Linked DNA regions of Mus musculus: all the other regions are linked to region 1. A link is a contact called in public Hi-C, HiChIP or PLAC-seq and promoter capture Hi-C data. All regions are on one chromosome and are shown on one strand. The core of a region is the stretch at or near the end of the contact, and the rest is flanking DNA. Distances in the headings are between cores, read along the strand shown.

The links. Promoter capture Hi-C pulls out the DNA fragments that hold promoters and counts their contacts. Hi-C and Micro-C count contacts between places; a contact is called where the count stands out from the background. HiChIP or PLAC-seq counts read pairs in DNA pulled down with a chosen protein or histone mark.
Region 2: a Hi-C map of embryonic fibroblasts shows a contact between it and region 1, with 5 times the contacts expected there. The contact joins the promoter of Fkbp15 here to the promoter of Zfp37 in region 1. A contact is called at or near these places in 2 of 39 promoter capture datasets (cranial neural crest and maxillary cranial neural crest), 7 of 484 Hi-C or Micro-C datasets (cerebral cortex, cortical neurons, embryonic fibroblasts and 3 more), 2 of 115 datasets of contacts at active chromatin or transcription factors (both in embryonic stem cells) and 2 of 9 other capture datasets (adipose tissue and pancreatic islet).
Region 3: a contact with region 1 is called in a promoter capture Hi-C map of embryonic stem cells, with 2.8 times the contacts expected there. The contact joins the enhancer-like site here to the promoter of Zfp37 in region 1. A contact is called at or near these places in 3 of 39 promoter capture datasets (embryonic stem cells, liver and stem cell-derived epiblast-like cells), 1 of 115 datasets of contacts at active chromatin or transcription factors (epiblast stem cells) and 1 of 9 other capture datasets (embryonic stem cells).
Region 4: a contact with region 1 is called in a promoter capture Hi-C map of liver, with 2.9 times the contacts expected there. The contact joins the enhancer-like site here to the promoter of Zfp37 in region 1. A contact is called at or near these places in 2 of 39 promoter capture datasets (cranial neural crest and liver), 1 of 484 Hi-C or Micro-C datasets (embryonic stem cells), 3 of 115 datasets of contacts at active chromatin or transcription factors (bone marrow-derived macrophages, embryonic stem cells and epiblast stem cells) and 1 of 9 other capture datasets (adipose tissue).
Region 5: an H3K27ac HiChIP or PLAC-seq map of embryonic stem cells shows a contact between it and region 1, with 2.8 times the contacts expected there. The contact joins the enhancer-like site here to the promoter of Zfp37 in region 1. A contact is called at or near these places in 1 of 39 promoter capture datasets (liver) and 2 of 115 datasets of contacts at active chromatin or transcription factors (bone marrow-derived macrophages and embryonic stem cells).

The regions. Positions count from the first base shown.
Region 1 is chr4:62,207,282-62,209,981 of GRCm38.p6, forward strand. It overlaps Zfp37 (zinc finger protein 37), which reads right to left and starts at 1,265. Exons shown (of 4, transcript NM_001290351.1): 1 at 1,048-1,265. The coding sequence starts at 1,080. Gm30451 (a long non-coding RNA gene) reads left to right here and starts at 1,643. Exons shown (of 2, transcript XR_390634.1): 1 at 1,643-1,684; 2 at 1,835-2,121.
Region 2 is chr4:62,359,209-62,361,908 of GRCm38.p6, forward strand. Fkbp15 (FK506 binding protein 15) reads right to left here and starts at 1,388. Exons shown (of 28, transcript NM_001045528.2): 1 at 1,162-1,388. The coding sequence starts at 1,214. Slc31a1 (solute carrier family 31, member 1) reads left to right here and starts at 1,493. Exons shown (of 5, transcript NM_175090.4): 1 at 1,493-1,635.
Region 3 is chr4:61,966,438-61,969,137 of GRCm38.p6, forward strand. No RefSeq gene overlaps it. Among named protein-coding and RNA genes, the nearest start is that of Mup20, 86 kb to the right of the region's middle. Within about 2 kb of position 1,439, at least 6 of the 459 cell types and tissues checked have an H3K27ac peak or open chromatin away from gene starts, as enhancers often do. A contact at or near this core is called in embryonic stem cells, where this site is marked.
Region 4 is chr4:62,021,916-62,024,615 of GRCm38.p6, forward strand. It overlaps a transcript of Mup20 not described here. Among named protein-coding and RNA genes, the nearest start is that of Mup20, 31 kb to the right of the region's middle. Within about 2 kb of position 1,401, at least 8 of the 459 cell types and tissues checked have an H3K27ac peak or open chromatin away from gene starts, as enhancers often do. A contact at or near this core is called in embryonic stem cells and liver, where this site is marked.
Region 5 is chr4:61,988,281-61,990,980 of GRCm38.p6, forward strand. No RefSeq gene overlaps it. Among named protein-coding and RNA genes, the nearest start is that of Mup20, 64 kb to the right of the region's middle. Within about 2 kb of position 1,436, at least 2 of the 459 cell types and tissues checked have an H3K27ac peak or open chromatin away from gene starts, as enhancers often do. A contact at or near this core is called in embryonic stem cells, where this site is marked.

The sequences.
Region 1 (2,700 bases), core at 15-2,514:
ATTATTTTTAAAAAGAGACTGGCCCTATATGTTGCTACTTAAAATTCTCTGGCATAAAATAGGTGTTCATCTTATACTCTGTTTTACAATTTTCTAACCATTGACACTCAAATATCCCTCAGTCACTAACCTTCCTAAACCTCCTCTACATAGAAGTTCCCAATTACCATTCTTCACAGAACAGTCACTAACCTCCACTCAACTCCAGTGACCTTACAGAACCTTCTATCATAAAACCCTGAAAACTCACAAAGCCTTGGCCTCAGAGTCCTAGTCACAGAATCATAATAATTATTATTAATTCCTACCAAGAACCCCATCACTAAAGGGACAGTTAGGACTACTGATACCCTTTCTCCCTAGATGACAATCTGCCATCCAAATAGGCACTTCAATATAAGACTTCTTGTATTCCACCAACTGTCATCTGCTCATTAGCCTCCAGGTTCCCCCCTCACTGCCAGTCATAGCACACAAAACGAGGACTCTTAAAGACATTGCTTATTAGACTTCCAGAAATGCCACCATTACTGACCCCAAGGGCTCAAATTCTAATCCCCACATATTCCAAATGAACCAGTTCTCCAAATCTCAATACTGCCCCTCCCACAGTGCAGCCTGTAATCCCCAGTTACCTAAAACACCAGCTCCCAAGCAGTTCAAATTCTAATCCTTGTAGGGCTTCCCGTCTGTAATACATCACAAAGCCCTCATTTCAGATCTTGCTAGCTTTCCAGACCCAGACTCAGTCACTGTGACTATTACAGATGCCTCCCCGCTCCCAAGCATCACTTACCTAGACAGATCCGTCAAAATACTGATTTCCGAAAGTTACAGCAATCCCCAACTCCATATGCCCCCAATATCACGGGCACTTAATACTCCATATGCCCATAATACCCCAATACCTTGGTCCCTTAGAACACCGGCCTTCCCAAAAGACTATTCAACAACAACGCCACAGATTCTCAAATCTCGTCCACTAGGACTCCAGTCACCCTCCAATCACCGACAACCAAACCAACCCCAAGCCCTTACCGCCCTCACCGCATCGCTTTCCGCAGGCTCGGATGTAGCCATCTCCTCCGGACGCCTGGCTTTGTCCGCACTCCTCCGATCCAGCGCCTCTGGCTTTGTCAGGTCCTCGATGGAGTCAGAGGCCGATATGGCGGCCACCCCGGGCACCGCTTCAGAGGGTCCGGGGGCTTCGATGGCGGAGACCTGCGGAGATTGCTTGTGGGCGCGGCCATCTTGGCATGGACCCCGCCGTACAACGGAGGCGCGGGCGCCTCTGGGATCACTGTGCCGGCAGGGCTGGCGATTCGTGAGTCCTGGTTCCCGGAGCTGCGACGTGTCCCAGGCAGGAAGTGCTCAGAGGAGCTGCTGCGCGGGACACGCACCCCAGACCTAAATTCGGGAGGCGCGGGGAGGCCTCGCCTCGGGGGTTCTGTTACAGAATTCGGAATTACTTTTCCAAAGGGTTTTCCAGTTGCGGTTGCCGGGGAAACCCGGGAAGCAGGATGAGGAATCCAGAAAGAGAAAGAAACCAGAAAAGCTGGTCTAGACTAGTAACGTTGACTTACAGAGAGAAGACATTTATCGCTAAGACATAGCAAAAATTCTTTGGATTACTGTTATAATGGAGAGGGGAGGGAAGAGGCCGACAGCGAACACGGCACTCCTGGTGAGAGCCCAGCACTGGTGAAGACATTTCCTCAGAACTGCACAGCTGTTAAAATGACTTCTCAGTGCACTACTTAACAAGCTCATTGCGTTTACTCAACAGTTTTTATGTAGAATTTTTGATATGTAAATATGTACAATCCATGTGCAGGATGAAGAACAGGACTACACAACCTTCATCCCCCTCCTCAGTTTGGATTCGCAGTAGGGCAGAGATGGTGAGATTACTGCAAATGCGTGGTTTCTCATTGATTGACTCAACACCCCTATTGGAAAATGGATCCAGTGAGGAGACTGCCTGCAATCCCATTACGCAGGAAGCAGGGGCAGTGTTTTCAAGACTAGCCTTGTTATATAGAGTGAACTTGAGGTTAGCGTGAGCTATCCAAAGCACTTGTCTCAAAAGGGCAAAATAAAATAAGGGTTTTTATAGCTTTATTCAATGTACAGCGGGAGAAAGAACAGAACTGATTTGTGGGGGCCAGAGTATAAATATAAGAGTTAGTTCTCTCTTTATGGGGATCCAGGGACTTCACTCCGTTCTCCAGACTTACCTACCACAATGGTTGCTATTTACACTCCGAGCCTTCTCACAGGCACTAACATTTTAAGCTGTTGCTGTTTTTCCTGAAGTCCCCTTCTGAAAACAGAACCTAGGGCCTTGTGCTTACTAGGCAACTAACTACTCTGTACTGAGCTAAAGCCCAAAGCCCAAATTAAAAACAAACAAACCTGTTTTGCATGCCGCCCCCGCCCCCGCCCCCACCCCCACCCCGTCTGCTTGTCTCCCTTAGTTTCACCTCCAGTTCTTGAGCCTCTGGTAATGGGGTATCCACCAGAGAAGACTGCTCAGACATGGGTTCAAGCCAACAGAAAAGCTAGCCAGTGACTTCCCTGGGTGTTTGGGATCCCAGTGTAACACTGAGCCTTCCTCGGGATGTGCTTTTAAGTACAAAAAAACATGTTCTGGGTTGACATATTTCAGCTAACAAGAACAGTTAGCCAGAAACAGAACTG
Region 2 (2,700 bases), core at 138-2,637, 150 kb after region 1:
AACCAGTCTAGTCAAAATGGAAAACTCAGGTTCAGTGAGAAAACTTGTCTCAAAAACTAAAGTGGAAGTGTACAGAGAAGGACCCCTGATACTGAACCTCTGTCCTCAACAAAGATGTTCACAACATGCATACATGCATACATCTCTCTCTCACACACACACACACAATCAAAAGAAAGCCAGTCATCTTATGGTCACTCCTGTATTGACTGCCCAGTATTCTAGGAGACTAATCATTATTGGTAGGATGATGTGTCAGTCATTCTTAAGTAGGTTCATCACTATGCACAAAACTTGTAAAGCAGGCGTTCAAAGAAGGGCTGTGCAAAGATGTGAGCTTTGCAGTTAACAAGTCTGAAGGGAGACATGAGGTCCACTAGGACAACGCAAGGGAAAACACTGAGCTAATTATTAAAGGGGGGGGGTGGGGTGGATCTAGCCTGCCGTTAAAGACTTCTCTCCCAAGATGGCATATATGATGTTTGAAAGCAGAAGAAAACGAATAGTCTTTCCCATTGGCGTTACACCTTAGGGCTTAAAAAGCATAATTTCGCAGGCACTTCGTGAGCAATCAATGTGCACCAGGAGTTACTGTTCTGAGACCTAGACAGAAATGAGCAACCATAAGCAGTTCAGTCAGGGCTTAGATTTCAGTAGGTTCCATGTGCTAAGGCTTGTGGAAATATGGAAGATGAAGCAGACTATTCCTCCCGGGACTGTGAAAGCAAAGAATCACCAAAAAGGTAACCTCTGAAGTAGGCTTTGAAGGATGCCAGAGATGGCCCACCAGGTCCTGGTTCAAAGTGTCACCATCCTGTTCTCGGGGAAGAGAAAGTCTCTTGAGTTTACAGCTCGTATATTTATTATAGGAGCTGACTCCTATATAAACTCCGAGGCAAGCAGTCTCCCCAGCAATCCTCTCCATTTCACTGGAGAAAGTGTGATTCACAAAGCAAAAGGGTGTCAAGGGAGGTTCCAGTTCCTGAACCCAGACGGGCCGAGGTGACACCGCTACTCAGAATGCGAAGGCTGAGCGGTGGAACGCGCCGAGGGTCTGTCTAGACCCGGAAGTTGGGAAGCGGCCTGAGAAGAGCCCGACCCCTGCAGCCACCGCGCCAGTCTCTCAGCCCAGCGCTCGGGTCCCGTTCCTCAATCACTCACCCGCCGCTTGGCGAGAGGAAGTCGGTGTCATCCTCGTCTCCGGCACCGAACATCACGTCGGCTTTCGCCCAGCTGAAGGGAGGAGGAAGTTGGATGTTCCCAGGGCCTGTCACCGCCGGTAACGTAAAACGCCGTGGCGGCGAGCTGCTTTCCGGCAGGACAAACTCTCTCAGGGTAGTGAGGCCCAGAGGAGACCCAGCGGTGGAGGAGGTGGAGCAAAGGCAAATGAGGAGGTGAGCTCCCAGTGACGCAAGGCCTCACCAGCCCTCCGAGGAGGTGGAGTTCCTAGGTTCTGAGCGGTGATTGGTGGGATCACCCAGGGGGCGGGTCCAGGGCGGGAATCCGCGGCCTTTACTGCGGTCGTGGGACACGTCGAGCCGGGCAGTAGTGGCGGGGGCTTGGTAGAAGTCCGTACCGGACTAGGGGATCCAGTTCTGAGAGGAAGACTAAGGCGGCGGGGCTTACCCTGTGAAGGTAAGGTCACTCCCCTCCTTTTCCCAAACCCGGCGTGTTCGCTGTCCTTTTCCCTCCCGAACCCTGGACCCCCCGCAGCTCCCTTAAGCTGGGCGGAAGGAGAAAGAGCCCCGGACTAGAAGTCATGGGATCTGAGCCGAACAGTGGCAGGGATCTTACAGCGACATTGCTGTTATGACCTTAGGGCAGGGTGCTCGGTGCCTCAGTTTCCCCATCTACGCAAAGGACCGCGTGTCCAGTGTCTCCATATGCGCTTTTTCAAGGTTTTAAATCTCTGAAATCATCGAGTCTGATCCGGGTCTCTTCGTAATAAACTGATCTGCAGGCAAGAAGACAGAAGAACTAGCCACTTGGGTGACTAGTCCGAGGTCACACAGAGTGAAGAGCAGACCTGGTCCTTTGTATCAGGGTTTAGAGAGCTGATGAGTGAGGAAGCCTGGCCCTTAACTAGACTGTGTGGCATAGGACTTGGGAAAGGACCCTGTTTCTAAAGTCCAGATAAGAGAGGTCCAGAAGAGCTGGGATATTCGGGAGGGTGGATGATGGACGAGACTTTGAAGGTAGAAAGTCCTCAATCCAGTTTTGCTGAGCTGAGTTTTGTTGCCAAGGTTTTAAGTCAACATTGGTTGTCGCTGACTTTTCTGCCTCCAGTTTTCGCCCACTCTGTTGCATGTCTTTCTTCTATATTTCTTTGGTTAGCCTGTTTTGTTTTTGTTTTTGGGTTTTTTTTTTTTTTTTTTTGAACGATCTTGCTTAGCCACGCTGTGGCTAAGCAGATAGTGTGTCCCAGTGTCCATTTCCACAGTTCTCATTGGAGTTCTTTCTGGTTTTCTTCCCAGTCAGGTTGATCCTGTAAGTGTCCCTTTCCGGAATGTTTTAGTCTCTTCTGATGATACTAAAGAGATTGGAAGCTCTCTCCCAGAGAACTTTGTACCTCTTGGCACTTCCCCTGTGGGGCTTTTTATTACAGTTTTTGAACTACTAACTTGTAAGTCTTCTTGCCCACAGTGGATTCTCATTAATTTTTTATTAGATTGAATAATATAACTTAGCTTTGTTCCCTTG
Region 3 (2,700 bases), core at 189-2,688, 240 kb before region 1:
AATTTGTATACTGATAGCCAATATATATATTGGCTTAGAGTTGCTTGAAATTGTTTTTGTTTTTTTTTTCTTTAGATACTGCTAAATCTCAAATTTTCGAACTGTTTATGCACAAACAACTCAAGTTAAGAGAAAATACTCTTCCATTAAAGTACTGTCCTTGGACCTTTAAGAATTCATCCTGGACTGCCCGGACCAGAATCCTTAATGCAATGGCACAGCAGATCTGTATTCCAGGAAAATTGTAGGCCTTAAACAAGAACAATTGGCCATATAATCTCATTTTTTACATCATCAAAATAGTAATGGCTTGAGATAATAATTTGGTATTTTTAGAGAATGTGCATGTCAAATTGTAAAGACTTGTTCTCAGCGACCTCGATTTCTATTTGTTCCACCGAATGGTGTTAAAGTCTCGAGGACTTATACTTAATCAATTATTGCAAACTAATACTCATATTTCTGATATTAGAAAGATAAAATATGTACATGTGACTCTTGACACCTTTGAAGTTTTCTGTTTACAATTGCTTTAACAAGAGAAGCAACTAAAATGTAATTAGTCATTACCTACATTAATTTTTTTATGCTTGGTATTCCAAATCAGATTGAAACAGAGAATGGAATTGGCTATTACAGTCAAGTGTTTGAGATGTTAACAATTTAATGTTACCCCTGTTGCCTGGATTTTATATAATTATCAAGGAAAAGGCATTGTTGAACTTTAAAACGATATCGTCTTTAAAAACAACAAAGGGGGAATTATATCACCGTGCACATTATTTAAATCACAGTTTTTATTTTAAAATTTTTAGATTTTGGATGCCAAGAAACTCTTTGCTGAGTGTCTATAGCATCTTACAGTTTGGCATACTCATACCTAGGTGAGATGGAAAGATCTACTTGTTGGTATATGGCATGATCCTGATCAGATATTAAATAATGGGCAAGAGGGCATGTTTGTGTTTTTTCTGCAGATGCTTCAGGATCATGCTTTCTGTCAGAGTGATTTAAGTGACATGCTGACACAAAGGTTAAGGCTGACCTGTGAGCATGCTGAGAGCCCTGACCATGGTGACAGGAAAGCTGTATTACGTATATGTTCTTGACCAACCTTTGCTTGAGTATGTTCCAGATTACAAAGGCTGCCTTTACACCCTGTGGGTCAGAGATCATAGAGATGGTAGAAACTGACTTAGAAAAATCAATCAAAATGTGGAGTTATAACGACTTTTCTCTTTCCTTTAATGTGACCAGTTATTCTGACTCAATGATGGACTGACTGGTCTAGAAATAAATCCAATGTTGGATATTCCAATTAGGAAGATAGCTTAAAAAATCTGTATCATCCAACTTACCTTACTCTTACTACTATTGACTTGAGAAGTAACATTTTTTTTTTTCTGTTGATTCTCAAAGCCACCTTCCCCACACTAGGGGGCCAGAGCCTGAGACTGATCTTTGCTAATTTGCACCTGAATTGAGTGCCTGGAATGAAAGACCCACAACGTGAGGACTCCCCCACGTTCTGACTCAGGAGAGGCGACACCCCAAAATCACCCACAAGAAACGGGTCTTGCTGCAAATTGCGAGAGGATTTTTTTATTCAAGAGCACTCTCAGGCCCACGGTCATACACCACGCCGGGGTAGAGGACCGTGGTGCCCCGAGTAGCTGGATTAGGGGGTATTTAAAGGAAGAGACCACAACTCAAGGAAGTGGGGAGGGCGTTGTTGGAAGATACCAAAGATACCAGTTAAGAGTCACAAGGAAGTGTAAAGTTACAAGAGTCACAAGGAATACCTGGTAATTGTTAACTCTCAAGACAGCTTCTAAGAGCCTCTAACAATAGCACATTTGCATTGCAGGTTCTGGTAATGGCCAGGGTGACTTTCTTTGAATGAGCACTCTTTGAACCCAGGAAGCGGGTGGGTAGAGGAATGTTGCTATCTGTTTTATGATTAGCATACCTTTACAAAGGCCACATTCCCAAGCCTGGACCTAAAGGCCTAGAATTCTGTTTTTATGTTGTTATACTTTCAGGGACATCCCACAGACAACTTTAATCCTGTACATTTTAACTTTTGACTTTGTATTTTAAGCAAGTCGGTTACTTGATAAAGTTTCACCTCAGCAAAGCTCATATATGGCAGTTATTCATCACTATGAAGAGATGCATTGAGTGCATATTGTGGCTTTGGTCTGAATGGGTAAAAGGTGTGTTATGAGGTCCATTAGCCAAAGACCAGCCACTGATGATGCTATGACTCTTATCAACCTAAGACAGAGGCATGTGCTTTGGCCATGTTTGTTCATTATAAACACTAAAGGGCCTTACTTGTGCAAATAAACACAAACAAACTGCACGTGTCCTCCAGGATGAATCAGAAGGAGACAAGACATTCAGACTAAAGGCAGGCAAGCCACCAGCCACCATAATTCAGAGACATGGCCATGGAACATAAGTAAATTTTATGCCCCTGTCCAGCTAATTTTTAATAAATAAAAAGGGAGGAATTGTGATCTCCTGTCCCCAGTTTTAAGCTGGCTGAACAAGTCTGTGACACTGGAGCCAGGCATCTGTCTCTGCTACACTTATATCTTCCAGCCAGAGAACTGAGAACTGCCTGCCCACTGAGCTGCTGAAGAGCCTACTTTGCAATTCAATCTAGCTGAAACATACAAGGGAACTCAACCAAAA
Region 4 (2,700 bases), core at 151-2,650, 190 kb before region 1:
TCTTAAAAACCAGACAAGAAACCTATTCCTTGTTTCAAACAGAAATTAAATAGGTTTTTGAGGAATATTGATATTTGGCCTATTGCATAGTAAACTTTTAGGTAAGTTTATAATCATTATACAAAGATAAGTTAAAATTTGCTTCTATGCATGCTTTTTATTTCTTGAAAATTGATGTTTGCATCCTATAAAGAGTACATCTACTGTATTTATAAACAGCTCTTCTATAGGAGAGAAGTATATGTGATTGGATCACATGTATATTCTTTTGAGTTTCTTCCTACTTCAGCACAGATAATTAAATTCTGTGCTGTAGCCAGTGTTTTGAAATGTTGAAAAAGAAAAACCAACTTTTAATTTTTATACGGATAGCATATATATATATATATATATATATATATATATATATATATATATATACACACACACACACACATTGGCTCACAGTTGCTGAAATTGTTCCTTTCTTAGATACTGCTACTTCTCAAATTTTGCAACTGTTTATGCACATACAACTCAAGTTAAGAGAAAATACTGTTCCTTTAAAGGAGTGTCCCTGGACCTTTAAGAACTCATCCTGTACTGCCCGGACAAGACCCCTTAAGGCAATGGCACAGCAGATTTGTATCTTAGGAAAATTATAGGCCTTAAACAAGAACAATTGGTCATATAATCTCATTTTTTACATCATCAAAATAGTAATGGCTTGAGATAATAATTTGGTTTTTTTTAGAGAATGTTCATGTCAAATTATAAAGACTTGTTCTCAGAGACCTCAATTTCTATCTGTTCCAATGAATGGTGTTAAAATCTCGAGGACTTGTACTTAATCAATTATTGCAAAGGGACACTCATATTTCTGATCTTAGAAACATAAAATATGTATATGTGACTATTGACACATTTTCAGGCTTTCTAGTTGTAATTGCTTTAACAAGAAAAGGAACTAAAACTGTAATTAGAAATTGCCTACATTAACTTTTTTTATGCTTTGTGTTCCAAATCAGATCAAACAGAAAATGGGACGGGCTATTACAGTCAACCATTTGAGATGTTTTGTTAAAAATTTAATGTTACCCTTGTTACTGGGATTTTATATAATTCTCAAGGACAAGGCATTGTTGGACTTTAAAACAATATCTTCTTAAAAAACAAAAAAGCAGGATTATATCCTGGTGCACATTATTTAAATCATGCATTTTATTTTTAAAATTTAAAATTTTGGATGCCAAGGAACTCTTTGCTGCGTGTCAATAGCATCCTACAGCTAGGAATACTCATGCCTAGGTGAGATGGAAAGATCTACTTATTGGTATATGGCATGATCCTGATCAGGTATTTAGATGGGCAAGAGGGCATGTTTGTGTTTTTTCTGCAGAGTGTTTCAGGGTCATGCTTGCTGCCAGAGTGATTGGTGTGATATGACGACACAAAAGAATAATGCTGAGCTGTGAGCTTGCTGAGTGCCCTGACAGTGGTGACAGGAAAGCTGTATTGAGTGTATGTTCTTGACCTACCATTGCTTGCCTATGTCCCAGATATGAGATGCTAAGCTGCCTTTCTTCAAGCTTTGATACCTTGTGGGACAGAGAACATAGATACTGTCGAAACTGACTTAGAAAAATTAATCAAAATGAGGAGTTATAATTACTCTTCTCTTTCCTTTAATGTGACCAGTTATTCTGACTCAATGATGGACTGACTGATCTAGAAATAAATCCAATGTTGGATATTCCAATTACGAAGACAGCTAAAAAATCTTTATCAGCCAGCTTATCTAACTCTTACCACTATTGACCTGAGAAGTAACAGTTTTTTCTGTTGATTCTCAAAGCCACCTCCCCCACACTAGAAGGCCAGGCCCTGGGACTGATCTTTGCTAATTTGCAATTGAATTGAGTGTATGGGACATCCCCACAGAGGACTTTAATGCTTTTCTTTTTAACTTTTCACTTTGTATTTTAAGCAGGTTGGTTACTTCTAAACAGTTTCACCTTTAGCAAAGCTCAGATATGGCAGTTATTCATCACTATGAAGACATGCATTGAGCGCATATTGTGGCTTTGGGCTGAATGGGAGAAAGGTGTGTTATGCGTTCCAGTAGCCAAATACGGGCCACTGATGATTCTATGACTCTTATCAACCTAAGACAGAGGCATGTGACAAAAGGCCATGTTTGTATGTTATAAACACTAAAAGACCATGCTTGTGCAATTAAACACAAACAAACTGCACTTGTTCTCCAGGATGGGTCAGAAGAAGTATAGGCATTCAGACGTAAGCAGGCACAGCCACAAGCCACCATAATTCCCAGACAGGGACATGAAACATTAATAAATTTTATGCCCAAGTCAAGGTAATTTTTAATAAATAAAAAGGGAGGAACTGTCACTCCCTGCCCCCAGTTTTAAGCTGGATAAACAAGTCTATGACACTGGAGCCAGGCATCTGGTTCTGCTACATTTACATCTTCCTGCCAGAGAACTGAGAACTATTAGACCACTGAGCTGCTGAAGAGCCTATTTTGCAGCTCATTCCAGCTTAAACAAACAAAAGAACTCAGCCAAAACAAAGGGATGGGTCCGTGGTTTTTCCCATATGTATTCAGTGCCATACAATAAAGACTGATACTTGATCAGAGAACTTTGTCTTTGCTCATTATTTCTCTTGCCATCCTTCCTATCCAATCACATCTTTCCT
Region 5 (2,700 bases), core at 186-2,685, 220 kb before region 1:
TTAGCTCATTTACATTTCCAATGCTATACCAAAAGTCCCCCATAACCCCCCCCCCACTCTCCCTTTTTGGCCCTGGCGTTCCCCTGTACTGGGGCATATAAAGTTTGCAAGTCCAATGGGCCTCTCTTTGCAGTGATGGCCGACTAGGCCATCTTTTGATACATATGCAGCTAGTCAAGAGCTCCGGGGTACTGCTCAGTTCATATTGTTGTTCCACCTATAGGGTTGCAGTTCCCTTTAGTTCCTTGGGTGCTTTCTCTAGTTCCTCTATTGGGGTCCCTGTGGTCCATTCAATAGCTGACTGTGAGCATCCACTTCTGTGTTTGCTAGGCCCTGGCATAGTCTCACAAGAGACAGCTATATCTGGGTCCTTTCAGCAAAATCTTGCTATTGTATACAATGGTGTCAACGTTTGGAAGCTGATCATGGGATGGATCTCTGGATATGGCAATCACTAGATGGTCCATCCTTTCGTCACACTTCCAGATTTTGTCTCTGTAACTCCTTCCATGGGTGTTTTGTTTCCTATTCTAAGAAGGGGCAAAGTGTCCACACTTTGGTCTTCGTTCTCTTGAGTTTAATGTTTTAAGCAAATTATATCTTATATCTTGGGTATCCTAAGTTTCTGGGCTAATATCCACTTATCAGTGAGCACATATTGTGCGAGTTCCTTTGTGATTGGGTTACCTCACTCAGGATGATGCCCTCCAGGTCCATCCATTTGCCTAGGAATTTCATAAATTCATTCTTTTTAATAGCTGAGTAGTACTCCATTGTGTAAATGTACCACATTTTCTGTATCCATTCCTCTGTTGAGGGGCATCTGGGTTCTTTCCAGCTTCTGGCTATTATAAATAAGGCTACTATGAACATAGTGGAGCATGTGTCCTTCTTATCGGTTGGGGCATCTTCTGGATATATGCCCAGAAGAGGTATTGCTGGATCTTCCGGTAGTACTATGTCCAATTTTCTGAGGAACCGCCAGACTGATTTCCAGAGTGGTTGTACAAGCTTGCAATCCCACCAACAATGGAGGAGTGTTCCCCTTTCTCCACATCCTCGCCAGCATCTGCTGTCACCTGAATTAAAATAAAATGCATGTTATTTAAATCATGCATTTTATTTAAAAAATTTTAAAATTTGGATGCCAAGGAACTCTTTGCTGAGTGTCTATAACTAGGCATACTGATGCCTAGGTGAGATGGAAAGATCTAGTTATTGGTATATGGCTTGATCCTGGTCATGTATTTAATATGGACAAGAGTTCATGTTTGTGTTTTTTCTGCAGAATGCTTCAGGATCATGCTTGCTGCCAGAGTGATTGGTGTAACATGAGGACACAAAAGAATACTGCTCAGCTGTGAGCTTGCTAAGTACCCTAACAATGGTGACAGGTTGAGTGTATGTTCTTGACCCACCTTTGCTTGCCTATGTCCCAGATTAGACAGTCTAAGCTAGCTTGCTTCAAGGTTTTACACCTTGTGGGACAGAGAACATAAAGACTGTGGAAACTGATTAGAAAAATTAATCCAAATGAGGAGTTATAATGACTCTTCTCTTTCCTTTAATGCAACCAATGATGGACTGACTGGTCTGGAAATAAATCTAATGTTGGATATTCCAATTAAAAAGTTAGCTAAGAAAAATCTTTATCTTCCAGCTTACCTGGTTCTTACCACTATTTACCTGAGAAGTAACAGTTTTTTCTGTTGATTCTCAAAGCCACCTCCCCCACACTAGGAGGCCAGGCCCTGGGACTGATCTTTGCTAATTTGCAATTGAATTGAGTGTATGGGACATCCCTACTGAGGACTTTAATACTTTTCTTTTTAACTTTTTAACTTTTCACTTTGTATTTTAAGCAGCCCATACTCAAAGAGAACTGCCTGCCCACTGAGCTGCTGAAGAGCCTACTTTGCAACTCAATCCAGCTGAAACAAACAACAGAACCCAGCTGAAACAAAGGGATGGATCCTTGGGTTTTCCAATATATATTTAGTGCCATATATTAAAGATTGAGCCTTGATCATAGAACTCTGTCTTGGCTCAATATTTTCCTTGCCATCTTCCCAATCCATCCTCAGCATTCCTTTTAGGAACCCAGTAACCTGTGGTTAATTGCAGCTACTTCAGAGGATCATTGGAGTTACTAGTATCCACCTGCATAGCTCCCCAAACCTAGTACGGTCCCCTGGAAACCAGAGATAGGGACAGATTTAAGGGGCAAAGAGATTATTGTCCAGTAACTCATGAAAGATGAAGGGAGCTAGGAGGCATCAGAATCAAGAAAAGGGAAGTTATCTTGTGTTAGGCAGAAATTCTATGACACAGTTTTGTTCATTCATGGGGCGGAGTACACCCCAAAGAGACCAGCATCTCAGCTCAATGACTGGAGCGTCCACTGAAGCAGTTAACAACTAGGACTGCTATCTATTCACACTCCTCACAACCAAGCAGTCTTTCCTTCAAGGTTGGGGTGGACTCCAAGCTATACTGACTCTTGATGTCTGGCATTCCAATCTGCTATTGAGCACAGATAGTCTTTTCCTAAGAGGTCTTGAGTCCTCTCCACAATAGGTATCTGTTTAGGAACATTGCAATACGAAGTTATGTGACTCAGGGGAACATGTAGTCTGAGGCCAAGAACAAGGCGTACACACTATAAGTGCTCAGACAGGTCAGCACCTTGGCAGTCACAGA